Regions from separate parts of the Mus musculus genome. Here regions 2 and 3 are each linked to region 1. The links are chromatin contacts, called in public Hi-C and HiCAR-type maps. All regions are on one chromosome and are shown on one strand. The core of a region is the stretch at or near the end of the contact, and the rest is flanking DNA. Distances in the headings are between cores, read along the strand shown. Region 1 has its middle 83 kb from the start of Gm35850. Region 2 has its middle 12 kb from the start of Gm35797. Region 3 overlaps Gm39220 (a long non-coding RNA gene).

What was found. Hi-C and Micro-C count contacts between places; a contact is called where the count stands out from the background. HiCAR-type assays count read pairs that join an accessible place to other places.
Region 2: a HiCAR-type map of PVALB interneurons shows a contact between it and region 1, with 3 times the contacts expected there. The contact joins two enhancer-like sites. A contact is called at or near these places in 4 of 484 Hi-C or Micro-C datasets (cerebral cortex, stem cell-derived neural progenitor cells, stem cell-derived neurons and 1 more) and 5 of 115 datasets of contacts at active chromatin or transcription factors (PVALB interneurons, astrocytes, differentiating embryonic stem cells and 2 more).
Region 3: a contact with region 1 is called in a Hi-C map of forebrain, with 3 times the contacts expected there. The contact joins two enhancer-like sites. A contact is called at or near these places in 5 of 484 Hi-C or Micro-C datasets (cerebral cortex, cortical neurons, forebrain and 2 more) and 3 of 115 datasets of contacts at active chromatin or transcription factors (astrocytes, embryonic basal ganglia and embryonic stem cells).

What each region holds. Positions count from the first base shown.
Region 1 is chr8:90,655,741-90,660,311 of GRCm38.p6, forward strand. No RefSeq gene overlaps it. Among named protein-coding and RNA genes, the nearest start is that of Gm35850, 83 kb to the right of the region's middle. Within about 2 kb of position 2,186, at least 20 of the 459 cell types and tissues checked have an H3K27ac peak or open chromatin away from gene starts, as enhancers often do. A contact at or near this core is called in PVALB interneurons, forebrain and neural progenitor cells, where this site is marked.
Region 2 is chr8:90,500,921-90,505,491 of GRCm38.p6, forward strand. No RefSeq gene overlaps it. Among named protein-coding and RNA genes, the nearest start is that of Gm35797, 12 kb to the left of the region's middle. Within about 2 kb of position 2,206, at least 18 of the 459 cell types and tissues checked have an H3K27ac peak or open chromatin away from gene starts, as enhancers often do. A contact at or near this core is called in PVALB interneurons, where this site is marked.
Region 3 is chr8:90,518,131-90,522,701 of GRCm38.p6, forward strand. Gm39220 (a long non-coding RNA gene) reads right to left here. Exons shown (of 3, transcript XR_879076.1): 3 at 2,693-3,068. Among named protein-coding and RNA genes, the nearest start is that of Gm39220, 15 kb to the right of the region's middle. Within about 2 kb of position 2,276, at least 36 of the 459 cell types and tissues checked have an H3K27ac peak or open chromatin away from gene starts, as enhancers often do. A contact at or near this core is called in forebrain and neural progenitor cells, where this site is marked.

The DNA.
Region 1 (4,571 bases), core at 936-3,435:
ACTTGCTAAAGAAGCTGTCTTTTCTCCAGTGTGCACTTTTTGTCGTCTTTGTACAAAATCAACTGACTATAACTGTGTAGACTTATATCTGCGCCCTCTGTTCTATTACACTAATTTACATGTCTATTTTTGTGGTAGAACCATGATGTTTTTAATAATTACTATGGACTGGAATGTATCTTAAGATTGGGTAGACCAAGTACCGTGTTATTTTAAGTAGTATAACTTGGTGATATAATTCTAAGTCAGGAAGTGGGATGCATCCAATTTCACTTTTCCTTCTCAGTATTGCTTTGGTTGACTGGAGTGTGTATGTGTGTGTGTGTGTGTGTGTGTGTGTGTGTGTGTGTGTGTGTGTGTGTGTGTGTTCATACACGTGCGCATTTAGCATGTTTATTTCTGGAAGTAGTCCCCTTGGTATTTTGATAAGGATTGCACTCTATCCACCACTCTGGATACTATTTTTAATTTCTCATTGCAAGCTCGATTAGAAGATTCTCTAACATGTTTCAGAAAGCAACAGGAAGTAATGAAAATAAACTTACAGTAGCTGGAATACAGAAAATAAAGAGATAACACCCCTTGATCGTCGGGAAGCACTGATTTCCGAGGAAGGGCTATCGAGTAAAACACAGCTTTGTCCTCATCCAGGAAGGTACTGTGGGTCTTGGCCACACTTTCTATTTATGGCTATGCAGATAGGTTGGCTTTATTTTAAAGATTTTTTTTAAAGGATTCCCTTCATGTTAAAAGAGGTTTGGATGAAATGAATCTGTTAGTCTCCCTAGCTCTAAGATCCTGTGTTTTTATGACAGTAAACTCACTCAAACAGCTGTTGTTTTTTAAATAACTAATTAGCAGTACCATAGTTGGCTACTAAAGTTAATTGAAGGGGGAAAAAAGCCAAGTAATAAATTACTTCGACCCATGTGATTGTTTCCTTGTTATAGAACGACAGTAAGTACTCGGAATGGGGTTGATTTGTTATTAAGATCATGATGATACCTACCACTACTCATTGTTATGCAACAGAAACTTTGCTTGGGTTCCTGCCTTAATCTTCCCTGAGTCCATTAAGTAGATCATATAATTTCCCCCATTTATATGTCAGAAAGGCTCAAGAGGTTAACTGAATTTCCCCGAGATTGTAGATAAGTGACAGAGCCAAGATTTGAATCCAGATTGACTTTATGCCAAAACTTTTGTTCTTCTCCATCATACCATACAGACTCCAGACTTAAGGACAAACTCCGCTCATGGGCACAAGCCAGTTTTAATCTACCCTTTGATGACTGACTGACTGGTTGACTCTTTGACAGATCAAATACCTTCCATGCCAAGCCTCCAATAGGATAAGAGAAACCAATTTTCCCACCATTCTCCACTCTGTACATTTGAATAAGTCTTTGTATTTCCCTGCAGGTATAAGACAATGCTCGTTTAAAAGGGATCAGAGATCCATATTTGTCTTTACCCGGTCTCATCCATGATTCATTTTTAACAGAAGCAAGCCCCTCCTCCCCCTTCCCTCTGCCCGTTCCTCGTACATAGCTATATTGCTTGGCTGACTGCACGGATCCTTTGACAAAGCATGTGTCACTCTCACAGCTAATAGATTGATATGATAGCAAACAAATGTCTTTCCATTTGGAAGAATTTATACTTGAGAAAACACCTTTCCCCCAGGACCCTCTACTTATCCATGAGGATGAATCATGGGGATGGGTACAAGACAATCCCTACAGAGAGGTTTTTCAAAACCAGCTTTGATTGGTTGGCCTTCAGCTAGGTTTTTTTGCTTTTTTTTTTTTTTTAAGCACCTACAAATTAGGCATGCCGATTATCTTTTCAAAGTCTTTCTGGCTTTGTTCATTTTAATGGCAGAATAAGACAGCATTTAGACCCAAACACTTTCCCGGCAGTGTGCAAGCTGGGCCCTAAACATTTACCAAGAAATCGTCCCAGGGTCCAGTCGTCTTTCAAACAGAAACAGTGTTTAGCTACATAGAAATCACTTTAGGACAGAGCTGTTCCAACAGTCGCTGTGCCCACAGAAAAGGATTCTATTTTGGCTAGCAAATACTTGCAAAAAAAAAAAAAAAAAAAAAAAAGCCTTTCTAGCTATCCATGGGAAAGGAGTGAGTGCCCCCTGGTGAAAATGTGGGAAACGCTTCCATATGTTGTTTTTGGCTGGCAAGAAGGTGCAGATGTCTTCACAATAAAAATATACTCGCTGAGAGTGCTCATATCCTTGAGAAGAGCTGGCACCGTTTGCAGGACTGGATCTAAAGGTGACAAAGGCATACAAAGGAAGCAGGACAGAGGGCCTACACCAGAACAGACAAGTTGGAGCCACAGGTGAACCCGAATTTAAGTGTCTCTTTCTGGCTTCACCAAACCTACCCTCCATCTGTCTCCACCCTCTTCCTTGTCCAGGGGAGCCAACCTATAGGACTTTATTATGTATCCCTTGGCCTTCTGCCCTCTAGTCAGGTTTACCCAAGGGGAGGCACTGGCTGGTGATGGAGGAGGAGGTATAGGAAAATGTTTATTCCCAGGCTCCATCCTTCCAGTACATTTGGAAGGTACTGTCTCCCCTTTCCCCTGCCACCACCACTGCCCATAATCTCAGCAACTCCAGACAGCTGTTCTATATAACTTTCTCTTGAAGGTCTGGTGCCCTTTAAGCATATGGTGGTTAGAGCTCCTCACTGTTGCTGGCTTGAAGTACTTCACCATTCTCCCAGAGTTCCCTTCCTGCTACACCCACCTTGGTTAAAACAAAACAAGTTCAGACAGCAAAAATGCACACTGACAACCTTTATCAAGGTACCATCTCCTTTCCAAGTTTATCCTGACTGGTGCACATGCCACGATTTCTATAATATGCCTTTAAAATGCAGGTAGAGTGCTACACGCATAGAAGCTCAGAAGGAAGCTGGAAAGGATGCTGAGGCAGGAGGATTGTGAGTCTGGGGCCCAACTTGGACTGCGTAGCAGGACTCTTATCTCAGACAAATAAACAGTAACAACATACAATATACACAAAACATAAATGCAATAGACATCTAGATTTGTGTAGCACCAGGGACCCCTAAATCTCCCAGTCATTGTAGGCTCCAAATCACCTGGACAGAAGTGAAGTTAAAAAAAAAAAGAAAAAAGTATGGCCAGCTGTACAAAGGTAAGGCAGAAATCTCAGTGGTTTTCAGAGTCTTACTTCCTTCCGTGGCCTGTGACATCTTTAGCTCAAAGTCAAAGCTCTGACTTTGTTTTGAGTAGGACGAAGATTCTGTTTACATTTAGCCTTCACCCATCTCTCCAGGGTGAAGAGAGAACAAATTGTCCTGTCAGGAGAGATCCGTGAGATTAAACAATAGTGTGTTGGCTCTATGGTGCTAAACTGTTGAGAGTAGAGGCTCTGCAGACCCAAGAACAAAAGGACAGCCCCCTGGTCTGTAACCAGGGCACCAGCCCAAGGGTCTGTTCACTGGCAGGAACACACAGATGTAGCTGGACCCTGCCAGTCCTCCACACATCCGGACTTTCTGCATGATTCCATTGTGAGGCTGTCATTCCGGATTGTGCCTGTGAACTCTCTGCTGCTGGGGGTGGAGAGGAGGAGGGAGGAGCAGAGGAGCTAGCATGGCCTTAGGCTTTCAAAGCTGGGCTCCACTCCCAGTCTTACTTCTCCCTTACTGTGTGATGGGGAACAATGTTAACCCTTCCAAGACCCTTCCCCAACCTCCCAGTGAAGATAACCACAGCATCAATGCCGTTTACCCACCTAGCTGGTGTCATGAACCTGGGAGAGCAGGACCTAAAAATGAAGCAAAATAAAGTCGCATCCAAGATTCAACTATTCAACTTTATTCAGAGCATCGGACAATTTATATGCTGAGGGTTAAGAAGAGTCACCTGAGTGAAGTGTCCAATCACAAGGACAATGCCTCACATGGCAAAAGCATGTTTTCCCCTGAGGAACATGAGTGACAGCACATGAGGTAACTTCACTCCTATCCACTGCACCTGGGAAGAGCACAAAAACACATTTCAAGAACAATTTTGTGTTTTGAAGAAACCGAGGTCACAAGACTCTCGTCTTGTTTTGCTGGAGTTTTCTCACTAGCAGTCAGATTTCTCACATGACTCCGCTCTTGGGCTGTTCTGACACAGTGGTATGAAGGGTAAACAGAGTCATAAGAAATGAAGTGTGGCATCCCAAACACACTGAGGACATCTGTTGTAGAAGACTTGGCTTCATCCTCCTAAATTCTAAAGAGGGCATAGGCCTCCACCTCTGCACTGAAGTTCAACAGTCAGATCATCATACAGAAAATGGGTTTGAGCTAACAGCTTGAGTTGTTTTACATCCAGAAACGTTCTCCTGGGCCCGTAAGATACCACTAAAGCCTGACAACCTAAATTTGATGGCAGGATCCCATAGAGGATGGAGAGGAAAGCAACTCTTGAACGTTGTTTCCTCCTGACCTCCATACTCAGGCTGTAGCACCTGGATGTCCATCACGATGATGATGATGGTGGTGGTGGTGGTGATGATGATGGTTTTT
Region 2 (4,571 bases), core at 956-3,455, 150 kb before region 1:
TGTCTTCAGACACACCAGAAAAGAGCATCAGATCCCATTATAGATGGTTTTGAGCCACCATGTATTTGGTGGGAATTGAACTCAGGACCTCTGAAGAGCAGTCAGTGCTCTTAACCACTTAGCCATCTCTCCAGCCCCCATTGGGGGGAGGTTTTAAGCCTTACCCACTCACCACTTTCTCTTGTTACATTAAATCCTTACAGGGATGACTTTTCATTTTTTAATTCTCTACAATTTAGGAAAAAATGGAAAAATGAATATATTAACTATGCTCCCCATACAGAGAAAAATCTTGGATAAACTAAAGACTCACTAAATTTGGAAATGAGTCCAATCTAACCTCATAGTCTCTCCAGGAAGACACAGGATTAGAGTGAGTCACGGTGTACTGAAGCAGGATATGCGCATGCCAAGCACGGGCTGATGACTGTTGTGACCCATTAATGGAGTCACTTATGCAGAGTGACAGGATTGGTTCAGAACACGGCCTCTTCTGTCTCCTAGGCTTAAGTGAAAACACCATACGACCTTGACCAAGCTAGATAATTTTTCAACTTTTGGAACTATTTATTTGCAGTTACAATAACAACAACATCTACCCCCAGAGGGTTATTGTAAAAATATAATGTAATATTTATTAAGTACAGGCTCTGGTACATGCTAAGTCCTTAGAAATTTTAACCAGCAAATATGTGTCATTCACAAGGTGTGTGTGTGTGTTGGGGGGGTGTCTTTTGAAATACAAACCAGAAATCCCCTGTTGAAACCTTTAGTGTTTGATCTGGAACATCCAGGGGGCTGTAGTCGAGTATCAGTGATTCTGTGGCCCTCTCAGACTAACATGGACAACTTTGTGTGGAAGGTCATGTAGATTCTCTCTAGGAGAAAAGGGAACGGTCCTCCTAAGTCCTTGCTGGCACCCCTCCAAGGATAAGGGCACCCATTTGGAGACTGTGTCTTCTGAGAGACAGAGTTCTAAATCTTCTTCCACCAAGACAGCATGGGTGCCAGCTGCTGAAACTCTTGGTGCTTACTTGTGGCATCCACACAGAACTTTTCCGGGGAATGGTCTGTCCTGAATAGCTATGCTTCACTCTAGGTCCTACTCAGTTCTGGGCTGCCTTACTGGTCAGTCTCAGTAAGTTAGAGCAAGACTAGCCTAAGTACCAGTTGATAAACTCATCAACACATTTTGTCACCGAGCAGTTTGCCTGAATGAAGCACCTGGATGGTGTGAGAGAGGCAGGGCAACTTCAGTTTTAAATGGCACACTGAGAGCTTACTCTAGACGAGGAAGAAGGAAACGTGTCCATGGAAACAGGCCCAGGAGTGTTCTACCAGGTGCTCCCACAATGTCTCCGTATCTCCTTTCTGCTTTGTTGTGATTGGCTTCCATCTCAGATAGTCGGTGGCCAACCATGAAGCTCATCAGCTTAGAGCAAAAAGAAACAAGATTTCCTCTTTCCCAATAGATGCAGCAATGTCCAAAATAGAGTTCTTGCCCTTCCTGGCCTGGCTCACCTGAAACCAAGTATCATAGCAAAGGAAAGAAACAGACTCTGATTGGCTGGGCCTGTTCTCACCTCCAGTATCAGCGGACCCAGTTACTCACATAGACCTATGGAGACTGACACACTAGAAGTGGGTGGAAAGCTTGGGTGCTCTTACTGAAAAGAGGAGGAATAGATGTTCGACTACATAACCGTTTGTTAACCTGTGACCACTCATCTTAAAGACATATACTCCAAAGCACAAGAGCTAGGATCCAATGCAGGCCCAGTCATACGTAGCTCAGAAAGACCTGGTGCCCAAGTCCAGGTGAAAACCTTCCAGATAAAGTCAGGGATGTCCGCAGCCTCTCCAGCAAACAAGCCACACAGAGGGCTACTCCTGTTCCATGTCCTCTCAGTATCTAAGCAGTGTGCTTCTCAAGGCTTGTGTTAGCCTGTCAGAATGAAAGGAGTAGCATGTATTTTGATTTCTGTTACAAACACGTTGTTTCAGAAATAAAGTTGGCATGGCAGGAATCTTGGTTGATTTAATCTCTGACATGGGAAGCTCATTTATAGCATCACAGCCTTCTGAATGTTTAAAAACTCAAGTGTTATAAGCCTGCTGTGCTTTTCCTGCAAAGTGCAAAACAGCACTAAATGAATAATACCACCTGGCCCAGCAGCACCAGCAGGATCCAGCATCAAACATAGGTTCAGTCTGTTCCCGGTGTGTGGACTTCCCTCTGCTGGGGCTTCAGTCATCTTGCAGAAATAGTCCCATGCCAAGGAGATCTCTCTCTCTCTCTCTCTCTCTCTCTCTCTCTCTCTCTCTCTCTCTCTCTCTCTCTCTCTCTCTCTCTCTCTCCCTCCTTCCCTCCCTCCCTCCTTCCCTTCCTCTCTCCCTTCTTCTCCCCTTCCCTCCCTTCTTCTCTCCCCCTCCATCTCCTGAATGCAGAAATTCCAGATCAGCTGACTCATGCTGCCTCTTTTCCCAAAATAACCTTTCCCAAAGCAGCTCTCCTCCAGATGCACAGCTAGAACGTTTGATCTTAAAACAACCTAAGATACTCCTGTTTTCCCAGTAAATGTGGGTTTTACACGATGTACCCCTCCACACCACCTCCCTACACCCAAAACCCCACTCACTCTTGGTAAAATTACATGCCTATATAGGGTACTCTAGGTATGTAAGTCTATCTTCTTATTACAAGAGAAGTTTATCACAGGCAAGTTCAGACTGAAGTTGCTTAGGTGTACATAAGCCAATCAGACATTGGCATCTTAGGGAACAGGATATCACATGACACCTGCAAGATAAAGTTTTATATGAATTTATAGGAACGTGTGAACAGCACAGGATCTGTACTCTTCCTAAGCAGTGTGCTTTTCCAGGCTAAAGAAATAATGTTTCTTTTTCTTTCCTTTTTAATCTCACTGTCAGAGGTTACAATTTTGACATTTAGACAGAAAACAGATTGCTTATAGTTTAGAAGCTGATAGAAACTCTTTCTAGAATCTAGCTACAAAGAAATCCACATCAGGGATTTTCAGTAAAGAATGGGACACAGAACAACTAGGGCCTCTCTCTTACACTCCTCATCACCAGTGGAATTAGGGAGTCTTCACCCCCTAGAGCTTCCAGGGACTAAACCACCAACCAAAGAGTCCACATGGCTCCAGCCACATATGTAGCAGAGGATGACTTTGTCAGACATCAACGGGAGGAGCGGCCCTTGGTCCTGTGAAAGGTCGATGCCCTTTGGAGAATGCCAGGGAGGAGACAGGAGTGGGTGGGGAGATGGGTGAGAATCCTCATAGAAGCAGGGAGAGGGAGAATGGGATAGGGGGTTTCTGAAGGGAAAACAGGGAAAGGGGATAACATTTGGAATGTAAATAAATAAAATATCCAATAAAAAAGGAAGTCCTCACCCAAAAGAGGTTCTTAAAGATGAGCCAGGGACCTGCAAGAATAGCATGAAGGTCTGAGGTCAGTTCTCTTTGGATACAGCCCCTATACCCATGCATATTCTCCTAGCATTAAATGGACCTGGTCGGTGGGTTTTACAAAATAGTACATGAAGTTGAAACAGAAAGCTGAAGAGAAAGGAGTATGGGGTGGATTTGTTCAAGATACATTATATTCATATATTAAATCTTCAAACAATATATTTTTAGGAGGAGGATGAGAAGAAGAAAGATGAGGAGGAGGAGGAGGAAGAGGAGGAGGAGGACTCTCATGTGTCGGCAAAGAACCCAGGCCCCAGTTCTCCTATGTCTTCTCAGTCTTCAGCCTCTTGGCGTGACGCCCTGTGCCAAGGCTCCTAGTGTATCCATGGAGACAGTTTGTCTTCAGCACTCATCAGCTTCTTCCTAGAACATTGTTTTCAAAGTGACAAAGATTTCCTTCTTGATCAAATCTGTGCCACATACACACACTGACCGTCAGACTTTAGCAACTATTTCTAAATCAATACAGACACACCCCACTGCCCTAGTATCGGAGCACCTTCCACATCTGCTGAGATTCCTCAGTACCCACAACTCCTAGGAGCTGTGTGATCACCTTGTCTATTAATCCACACAGCTGGATTTCCCTTTATAATTTTTTACCCAATACTCATCCCACAACCTACAGTTGGCTGTAACCTTTCCTTTTGTTTTGAAGGTGAGTCTGACCTCTGTTCCACATTACAAAATCCCACCAGAGTTGCCCCCCTTGAAGAAGTCCTCCCATTCCTTTAACTTGCAGAATATCTGTACTAGCTATTATATAAGTTGCCTTGGTCCTGGTGTCCTATCACAATAGAGACCCTGACTAGTACAGCACCTTCCTGCCCTTCTGAGCAGCCCTTGGCAACCTCAGGAAATGTGCTGCACTGTTCTGTGCCTCAGTTTCTCTATCTGTAAGATGGAGAGAAAGTAACACTCTATCATGCAGGTGTGAAGATTAATATAGCTAATATTTCTATCTCAGGAGATTGCTGAAATAGAGATTGCTTCTAGGAGTTTTTTTTAAATAGAATTTATATCTATTTATCTATCATCTATCTATTTATCTATCATCTATCTATTTATTGT
Region 3 (4,571 bases), core at 1,026-3,525, 140 kb before region 1:
ATCTCCCAGTGAAATGTTAAGAGGGTGGGGATTTTATCTAAGTACAGTATTTATAGGTGAAGCCTTTGGAAAGTGATTGGGATAATGTCATTAGGGTGGATTAGATAATGTCATTAGGGTGGAATGGGTGACTCCATTGATTGAACTCTGATGGCTTTATAAAAAGAGAAAAGGTTACATGTGCATGTATGCACACATATGCACACACACACACACACACACACACACACACACACACACACACACACACTTTCCTGAGATATCCTGAGCCCCATCAGAACTATGCCAGCAAGAAACCTAGAAGCTAACTCAACATGTTCAGATGTTAGCTTCTCCCTCATTGAGTTTCTATTTCATTTTGTAGCTCTGGCCTACAATCTCACTCACCTTAAAAATTCCTTCTGACACTGAAGTGAAAGCCCATTTAAGATCATACTTTTTAGGTTGGAGAAATAGCTCAGTGGTTAAGAGCATTGACTGCTCTCCTACAGGTCCTGAGTTCAAATCCCAGCAACCACATGGTGACTCACAGCCATCTGTAATGGGATCTGATGCCCTCTTCTGGTGTGTCTGAAGACAGCTACAGTGTACTCATATACATGAAATAAATAAATCTTTTTAAAGAAAAGATTGTACTTCTCCTCTAAAGTATAAACTGATGCTGCTTAGATCCTCTTCCTCCTGCCTACTGACCTGGAAGACACAGACCTGCGTCGCTGGCTGTGGCAGCTTCTTTCTCTACTGTACCGGATGAATAAACCTCGTTTTTATTTCTCTGCTTGTTAAAAAAAATCAAGGTGGGAAGACATTGAGTCTTCTATAGACCACTAAGTTTTTCTAAATTTAACCTAGATTATTCACATTTACTTACAGCAAAGGCATACAAAGAGAGCAGCTACAGTCAGCTTCATAGTGACAAAGGTCATTTTACTATTAAAAAAAACTGTAAAGAAGATACCCCCAAAGTATCTTTGCCTTAAAAGTTTATTTTTTGCTTATTAGAAAAACTTGCTGACTTGGCCTTTTCTGTAATTGTTGTTGTTGCAATAATGATGAAGATCAGAGCCTTGCATACACTGAACAAATACTCTGCTACAAATATCCTTCCCTGCTTGATTGGTCAGGTTGACCGGTTGACCGTGTGCTTAAGTGATGTTAGAAACCTTATTAGGGATTAGCACAAGACACAAAGGAAGTTCTTCAGGACCCCTCGCCCAACCCAGACTAAGTTCCACAGCAGCCACTTCTCTTCCTGAACCTCAGTATGTTCATCTGACAAATGGGCACAGAAAAACACTCTCTGCTGACTATCACGGTTGTTATGAATGTGAAGTGACAGGCAGATGCAGGTATCTTCCCCAGTCCCTGTTGCTGGAACTCACTCTGCTCCCTCCAGAGTCAAGGCAGCAATTAGGGATCTCTGAATGTTTTCTCTAACTCTCTGGCCTTGACTGGCTTAATTCAGACCCTGAACATTAGTTTAACAAAGTGCTTTCATGTTTATTATATTGGATTAGCAAATTATAAGCTATCATGTGAGGCTATCGAGAACACCCGAGCAAATGGTTTTCACACGGGGAACCGGCGTGTTCTCACCATATGGGCTTCATTTATTACAGCTTTGGACCTGGAGCTTAGGGAGAGCCAACCTCTTTACAGAGGGACTCCTGAGGCTTGGTTGCTAGGAAGCTCCAAAAGCTAGTGTTTTTAATGAGATTTAAAGTATCATAAATTATATATTATTTTCTGCACTTAGGACATTCATAGCTCTTTGGTTGGTTTCGTGCTTCATTTCACATAGGTGACATATAATCCCTTTACACACAAAATGCCTGGCATCGGAATTCCCTCCGAAGTCAGAGCAGAATTACATTTCAAAATTTTGTTTTTCCTCCTTAAAAATAAAAGCTGGTCTTTTGTCTTGCTTTGTCTCCCTCACATATGTCCAAAGCAGACAGTGAATACATATTTATTTTCTTAAAAAAAAAAAAAAAAAAAAAAAGAATGCCCTTTCCTAACAACAATGACTCTAGTGAGTATTTTGTGTTGAGTCTGGAGCTGCCGTTAATAAAAATTCTCATAATTCCATTTCTAATGAGTCAGTGCACTTCTGCAGCTTAATTCCACAGATGATTACAGAGGCAGTATTTAAAGAGACTGCTTAGTCACTACCCTCCCTCACCTCCCCTCAGTTCGCAGCATTAAGTACAGAGGCAGCCATTCCACAAAAGAAATTCAAAAACTATCTGGTTTAACTGCCCAGCTTTAAGGAGGCCAGTCATTATGCAAATGAGATGCCCGCAATTGGCTGATGGAGGCACTGTCTATTTGCATAAGAAAACACAGCTCTCCTCCATTCCAAGGGCCAGGGCACGCTTCTGCCCAAGTGGCTACCAATAAGACAAAAGAAGGTGATTCTCCATCATTTTTTTTGAAAAGGAACTTTAAGATCTTTAGAAAACAATGGGCTTTGGACCAGGCTGCCTTTTTAGCATCCCTATATGACACTTCTCAAACGGTACTTTTTACTTGGCACATGAATTATGTTTTAGAGACACAGGGCACCTTCTGGAACTTCAGGGCTCTTGCATTTAATATGTTTTACATTTTGCTTCTAAACAAATTCAGGGTTCTTTTGAGGCATGATTGATCAGCTCTAAAACATTTTTATGAACATTTAAAAGTGGAGGTGTGAGACATCTGAAGGCAACATCGTGTGCAAGCTAAAGGACAGCCATATGCAGGCCTGAGGGCACTGGCCTTCCACGACATCTTCCGTAACAGTAGACCACCTCTCCAAAGGCTTCCTGTTGCTCAGTTCTTGCGCTTCTAAGAGCTGTTGGTTGCAGGTTTCCATTCTTGCCTGCTGGCTGTGTGTACGTCCTTGCTGACCAGTCAGAAATCTGGGTCTTACTTAGTATCTGTGTCCCACATTCCTTCCGTTCACCTCGAAGACAAACGTCTTTTCTGACTGCATACTGCTTCAATGGGACACACGGTACCAGACACATCAACTTAGGAATCAGGTCCTTCAGCTTCTATACCAGAGTAGAAGGACAGCAGAAGGGCTAGAACAAATGGCAAACAGAAGATAAAGGAGTTTGATGGCAGATTCAAAGGTGTGCTTGAGCTAGAAGGAAGAAGCACGCACAGGCAGATTTGTACATATGCATATATATGAATGCATCATGTACCTGAATCATTATATTAGCTATATACACATAAGAGATCCCTTGCTTGCTTTTGCTATATTTTCTACAATTATCACTCACTGCAAATTTTGGGTACTTTATTTTTGTTGAATTTTTTTTTAATTTCCTGCTTAAGATTCCAGCAGGTGTGGCTGGCTATGGAAGCCTGGATACCCTGGATACCAAGCCTTTGGACTCTGGTGTCCTGACGGTAAAGGAGAAGGCTGACTGCGAATCTTTTCCAAAGCGCCTGTGTTGAGTCATCTATGAATATCTGATTCATCCTGAGGATAAAATAAGAACAGGGAACCGTAAGGACAAGAGATCTGAGCAAACGTTCGTCCTGATGCTCGCCAGAGCTAAGGCGGTCAGAGCACTTGGAGATCTTCCAAGATGTCCTCTTGTGAGGATTATTTGAAAGAAACTTCCTGCTCTGGGTGAAATGGCTGGGGTTGGGGTGGGGGTGGGAGATGGAGTGGGGAGTCCTCTCATTTACTTCAATCCCTTAAATAAAGAGTGAGAAGCCCCAGTGAAAAGGTGACTTAAAACTTCCACATCTTAAGTCTTTCTAGAGAGAGTCTAGAGCATATACCACCAAAGAGGTGCTCTCTTTAATATTAAATCATTCCCCACTTGACCCTTAAATTGGATGGCCATTCCTTACAAATTACCTGCAATCATCCAGGTTTATTTCACTGTTTAATTATCATAATGTCTCTTTTGTGCTTGGACATGTCACAAACTCAATTATAACCTTTATTGTCACCTATTGGTCCTTAAGCCTGGTACCTTTTCTCCCTCAGCCACCTACCCTTCCACCTAATGATGCAGCTTGGCCTCTGTTTCCATGAAAGAGAGAACCGACCCCAATGTTCACTCATGCGTTGATCTGGTCTCTGATTCTTATGCAGAATCTGGAGTCATGAACTGGGGTTTGCCCTTCCAGCTCAGGAGCTGAACTCTTCAAGAAATCACCATGAAGAGAAAGACTGGGCTGGCAGCACAGGAGCCCACTGTGACTACAAGGCATAGCAGCCTCTCTCTTGCTGAAGACAGACCACCACATGCAAACCAGCATGCTCCCCACCAGGCAGCCTTCATCCATTCATTGATTTGACAACTATTATGTGCCAGCTTACTAGCTACTAGCCAGGCATCATCTGTGTTTCTAAGCAGTTCGCAGACTTAGTTGTAGGATGGGGAGGTAGGGCATGGGGAGTGGGTGTGTGTATGTGAAAGCTTTACATATCGCCAGCTCATTCTGTCATTTTAATCTCCTCCTGACACTGTATTGCATCGTAAGCATTCAAAAAGGGTTTTGTTTTGTTTTTTTACTGCATGCCTATATGAAGTAATATATCTATCAATTTCCTTCTCCCT